2 separate regions of the Sus scrofa genome follow, and region 1 is linked to region 2. The links are chromatin contacts, called in public Hi-C maps. All regions are on one chromosome and are shown on one strand. Each heading gives the region's core, a stretch centred on a gene start, on an enhancer-like site or on the middle of the called end of the contact. The rest is flanking DNA. Distances are from core to core; before and after follow the strand shown. Region 1 overlaps LOC100514494 (schwannomin-interacting protein 1). Region 2 overlaps LOC100514494 (schwannomin-interacting protein 1).

Region 1 (2,890 bases), core at 180-2,679, 41 kb before region 2:
AAAGAGAGGACTGGGGAAAAGGTGGACATCATGCCTCTGCATGTCCTGTCCTGACCCCACAGCTTACAGGAATCAGGCTTTCGGCTTCCTCAGCAAAAGCCAAGGAAGGCAGCTCCGAGGTGGCTGGGGTATAAATGGCCCTCTCTAGGGTGTCTTCTCCCAATCCTGCATATCCTTTTTTTCTGCTCCCTTTTCTAAGGCTCGGTAGTTCTGGGCCTTCATCTGTACACATTCATAGGCGGGCTGGCAGGCATCCAACTCCACAGGGCCACAGAATCTCCCACTACTTAAGAAACAGACAGAACAGCGGACTAGCACTCACCAGCTTTTCTCTGGTGAAGCAGCAGCCCCTGTAGCCCGACCCAGTTCTCCAGGGAGCTATAAATACTTGCATTCCTCAGACAGCTGCTGGTTCTAATTCCACATCAGTGTCCAGTTTCTTCACTAATGGCCACTTACATACAATTAAATTTGGAATCATCGGATCTTAATGTTAAAAAATGCATTTTCACCAGAAATACTTTTGGCATGAAAGTATCAGAATGAGGCCTCTTCTGATACTAGAATAACGATGGAATAAAAGTTAGGGTTAGGGTCTAATGTGGTCTACTTTCATTTTAAAGCAATCTACATTCCTAGGCAATCTACATTCTGAAATAAAAAGTTACCCTTTTTGAACATCTACTATGTTGTAGGCACTTTATATATATTATCTCTAATTCACAGACACACATAAAGTAAGTATTATGTGAGAGAACTAAGAGAAATTTTACATGTGAGAAAACTAAGGATCAGAGGCTAAATTACACAAGGTCACAAAGCTGGCATTTTTTTTTTCTTTTAATAATTTTATTTATTTATTTAACTTTTTTTGCTATTTCTTGGGCCGCTGGAGGTTCCCAGGCTAGGGGTCGAATCGGAGCTGTAGTAGCCACCAGCCTACATCAGAGCCACAGCAACGCGGGATCTGAGCAGCGTCTGCAACCTACACCACAGCTCATGGCAACGCCGGATCATTAACCCACTGAGCAAGGGCAGGGACTGAACCTGCAACCTCCTGGTTCCTAGTCGGATTCGTTAACCACTGCGCCACGACGGGAACTCCAAAGCTGGCATTTTATTCTAAGAGAGTGTGGTGAGAAGCCAGGGCACTTTAAGAAGGATAGAATAAATTCATGAATGGAAGAATGAAAAGATGAGGGGAAAAAAAGCAAAACAAAAAGAAAACAAAAAACTGGAAACAACCCCAAATTCTAACAATGAGATAGATTAAGTACATTTGCTGAAATATATGATGGGCCACTATACATATAGTAAAAATATATACAATGGAACAGTTATGAATACGGGCAAATGTTCCTGACATAGTATTAAGTCAAAAACGAAAACAAAAACCAAGCTATAGAACAACAGGTATAGCATGACTCCAACTCTGTAAACAAGAATGTGGGTATATCTGTACAGAAAAAGTGGCAGGAAATATACCTAGGTATTTTTTGGTGGAAGAAATTCAGCTGTTTCTGAGTTTTTTTCTTTTGAGTGCCTCTGAGTTGCTGTGTGTAGGCATTTAGCAGAAATGAAAAAAGGAAAAGGAGAGAAAATTGGCGAATTGATTAGCGCTGGTGCGTTGGAGAAAGGTGAGTAGGACTAAATGTTTGACAGCTAGGAGAGGGTGGCTGCGTGTCTGACTCAGATGGCGTCTATGCAGGGACCATGACTCACACATGAGTCAGGCTGGGCTTTCGTTTTTGGCAGGGGGTTGGGGGTGGGAGAGCCTTTTAGAGGGCAGTAAGAAACATATTTCCTTTTAAGTGAACATTTCTGTGGATGGACTCTCTGATTCAACTGCTGACATCCCCCAGCCCAGTTTCAATCCCATTCTCCTTTTCAGATCTGTACAGATAATAGACTCCAAAGCAACTGATATACTTTTCACTGTGTGTTCAAGGCCAATCTTCCTATTTATTCTGCTCAGCACCAGAGTTTAAACTTGTATCTGCCTGACCTGCTGATGAGTTTTAGCTGCGGGAGCTGAAGTTCGGCTTATCCTCTCCTGGACCTGTGACAAAGTCCATGAAGCTGGGGTAAAGATAGAGCAGGTGAAGGGAGTTCCTGTCGTGGCGTAGTGGAAATGAATCTGACTAGTATCTATTAGGATGCAGGTTAGATCCCTGGCCTCGTTCAGTGGGTCGGGGATTCAGCATTGCCATAAGCTGTGGTGTAGGTAGCAGATGCGGCTCAGATCCCGAGTTGCTATGGCTGTGGTGTAAGCCAGCAGCTACAGCTCTCATTTGACCCCTAGCCTGGGAACTTCCATATGTCGCAGGTGCGGCCCTAAAAAGCAAAAAAAAAAAAAAAAAAAAAAAGGAAAGAAAAAAGATATGGCAGTTGAAGACTCTCTGCCTGTGGATATTTTTGAGGGGTATGGTTGGATTTGGTGAAAATCTTAATTGCAAATTCTTTTACTCTCTTGAACACTGAACCACTGCTTTCATCACTTTTTTTTTTTTTTTTTTTTTGTCTTTTTGCCATTTCTGGGGCCGCTCTCACGGCATATGGAGGTTCCCAGGCTAGGGGTCTAATCGGAGCTGTAGCTGCCGGCCTGCACCAGAGCCACAGCAACGCAGGATCCGAGCCGTGTCTGCAACCTACACCACAGCTCATGGCAACGCCAGGTCCTTAACCCACTGAGCAAGGCCAGGGATCGAACCCACAACCTCATGTTTCCTAGTCGGATTCATTAACCACTGAGCCACGACAGGAACTCCCATCACTTTTTTAACGTTCATGTTTAAAAAACCGTTGGGTCTCCCATTTAGGCTTGGTCCTTTCGTAAACTTTATCTCAAAGACTTCTGTTTCATGATTTAATTTGTGACCACAAATTAGGG
Region 2 (2,947 bases), core at 86-2,585:
TTAAAAAAATAGTATTTTGTAATTCGTTTGACTTCCCTCTTATTTTTGGCTCTTAGTGGCTTTTTGAGTCAAACAGAAATAAGATGAAATAATCATTCCTATAATTTTTTATGGAGAGAGCTTATTAAAGTATTAAAGTAAGTATAATTCACTATTTCCATGAAAATGAAACTAACCTGCAAGTTTTTTTGAAAGTAAGACCACATATCATGCTGTGACTTGAATATATAGACTCCCCCAATTTAGGACATATGATCCTAGAGACAGAGCATTCCACCTAAGAGACAGTAATGGAGAGGATTCTGGACTTGCAGAGAGTAATCGAAAGACATACAAGCTGGACCATACACGTTTCCGGGAAAAAGAGAAGCCGATTTCTGAAATACTTCAGAGCCATTCTAGGTTTTTATATATATAAAGGAGAACAACTAGGCCTATATTTTTGGAGCTAATTTAATGATAGAAAAATTTTAAAATGAACACAATTAAATTTCCTTATGTATATTCCTCAGTTGCCATAGGCAACTCATTTTGTCCTTTCTTAATAAAATGACGCTGAGGAAATGTTACTCAATAAAATCTTGACTGAATTTAACCCATCAAATTAAAAAAATTCAATAGAGATATTATTCTTCCGCTATTTTAATATATCCAAATCTTATTAATAACTGCAAAGTCATCATTTGCTACAGAGAGAGGAAAAAAAGTACTTTTTGCTTGATGAATGGAATCAACATGTTCAACAAGTTTTCCTATCAAGCTCAATCTTAAGAAATGCTGAGAGTTTGTGTTAGGATTATTTGGTAATATATTTTAAATTTTCTAACAACGTCTCTTGCTTGGAAAGAGAAAAGCCTATTTTTTTCTAAATATTCTTAATTTTCATGACTTGAGATTCCGATGGGAGAAAAGTTGGCTACCTGAGTTCAACTCCAGAAACACACTCATAAGCCTGGCTTCAGCTCCCTGGTTACAACAGTGAAAAAGGAGCAGGGAAGGCCCAGCTGATGACCCCACAGGCTTGTATTTCAGCACTGGTCCACGAGGTTCAAAGGAAAAGCGCTCTGGACATGCATCCTGCAAAGCTCATGGCCCTTCTCCTTGGAAGAGAGGAGCTAGGCCATCTAACATGTGCAAGACTTTTTAGGCCTGTTGGTTGGCAGGTGGTGCAACGAGAGCTTGATGAACAAAGCAGAAGCCTGAACTAGATCATGAATCTGCTTAAACAGAGGATAAAGAAAAGAGGACAGAAGCTGTTTAGCAAAAGCAAACAATATGCAACACATCCCCATCCCAAATTCCACCCCTCCTTACTGAGTAATCCATAGAGGATAGAGACAGGGACAGAGGCTTCTTTGTGGAGTGCCTTGCTATACCACTGCCCAGATGAAGGCTCTGGAATCCTAAGTATGTGCAAAGAAAAAGTAAACCAAAGTAAAAGTTCCTTTTGCAAGGTAGCAAATAAGATGCGGAAATCTTATGCCTAATAAGAAGGCATAATCCCAACCCTCCAAGACAAAACAGCTTTACTTCAAAGGTTGTTAAAACTTTACTCAAGTTACTAGTTTGACAATCTGTGACCTAAAGACTCAAGAACACACTTTCAGGCTGTATAAAGCCTAAAAAGTTGCTTCCTAGACTCTGTTCTCTTTTGCAAACTAAAGGCTCTGGGATATATTACATAAACTCCTAAAGACATTTATCATGTGTTGTTAAAAAAAAAAAAAAAAAAAAAAAAAAGCCTAAACATGATCCCACTCTTCACAGTTGCTGTTCCATAAATAGCGGAAGTGACTCATAGGTGGCTCTGGGGAAAACAGATTTCTGACAATTGTATCCCAAATCCTGTCAAAAAACCCTCTCAAGCGGTATAAACAGGATTAAAAAAAAGGGGGGACTGTATCAAGCAAGCTTTCCTTTACAGTCATTCATTGGAAAGGACTTTGTGTTATAATTTAAATTATGATTTGCTAGTACAAAAAACTTTAAACAGAAACCAGCTGTTCCAAGAACATTTTAGCTAGAATAATTTACCAAGTTACAGTAACATTTGTTATTTTTGGACTAAAAAATATTGATGAAATAGTATGCCTACAAAGCATACAGATTCTTTTTTCTTCTCAGAGCTTCACAACTCTTCTTCCCATAAAAAGTACTGGGTTTCAGATTTTTGTGCATGTGCGTGTGCCTTTTTAGGGCCACACCTGTGACTTATGTAGGTTCCTAGGCTAGGGGTCGAATCAGAGCTGCAGCTGCTGGTCTACACCACAGCCACAACAACGCCAGATCTGAGCCGGATCTGTGATCTACACCACAGCTCATGGCAACGTCGGATCCTTAACCCACTGAGCAAGGCCAGGGATCGAACCTGCAACCTCATGGTTCCTAGTCGGATTTGTTTCCACTGTGCCACGATAGGAACTCCCTGAGTTTCAGATTTAGATGGGACCTCAACAGATAAACTGTTTTATTTCCAGATATTGAAACTGAGGCCTCAGAAAGTTGACATGCCCAGGAACATAAATCCTCTAGCAGCAGCAAAAAAGGCATCAAAATAAGGGGAAAAAAACCATCTGGATCTTCTATGTTTTTAATATAAAAAAATGCTAAATGAGGGCCACTAGACTTGGAGAAATAAACCCCCTACGACCCAGCCAATGTAGGCTGGCCTTGAAATCATAAGGGAAGAGTGAGGTTGCAGTAAGGCTCTACCTAAGTCTGAATCCAAGATATTTTAAAAGAAGAAAAATTAGAGTGTTTCCCAATTAAGCTATTGTCCCTATTTCTGCCACGAAGCAAATGATTATGTTTTTACCTCCAGAAAAGTATTTTTTTCATTTGTGACAATTAATAGCAATAGAATGGAGATGGCCAACAGGCACATGAAAAGATGTTCAGCACCACTAGTCATCAGAGAGAAACAATCAAAACCACAATGAGCGATCAG

The links. A called contact is a pair of places that touch in the nucleus more often than the background predicts.
Region 1: a Hi-C map of skeletal muscle shows a contact between it and region 2, with 3 times the contacts expected there. The contact joins two enhancer-like sites. A contact is called at or near these places in 12 of 47 Hi-C or Micro-C datasets (alveolar macrophages, brain, embryonic fibroblasts and 7 more) and 1 of 2 datasets of contacts at active chromatin or transcription factors (skeletal muscle).

What each region holds. Positions count from the first base shown.
Region 1 is chr13:99,612,065-99,614,954 of Sscrofa11.1, reverse strand. All of the region lies in intron 7 of LOC100514494 (schwannomin-interacting protein 1), which reads right to left. Among named protein-coding and RNA genes, the nearest start is that of IL12A, 120 kb to the left of the region's middle. Within about 2 kb of position 1,429, at least 34 of the 83 cell types and tissues checked have an H3K27ac peak or open chromatin away from gene starts, as enhancers often do. A contact at or near this core is called in fetal skeletal muscle and skeletal muscle, where this site is marked.
Region 2 is chr13:99,571,004-99,573,950 of Sscrofa11.1, reverse strand. The region is part of intron 6 of LOC100514494 (schwannomin-interacting protein 1); the gene reads right to left. Among named protein-coding and RNA genes, the nearest start is that of IL12A, 160 kb to the left of the region's middle. Within about 2 kb of position 1,335, at least 7 of the 83 cell types and tissues checked have an H3K27ac peak or open chromatin away from gene starts, as enhancers often do. A contact at or near this core is called in fetal skeletal muscle and skeletal muscle, where this site is marked.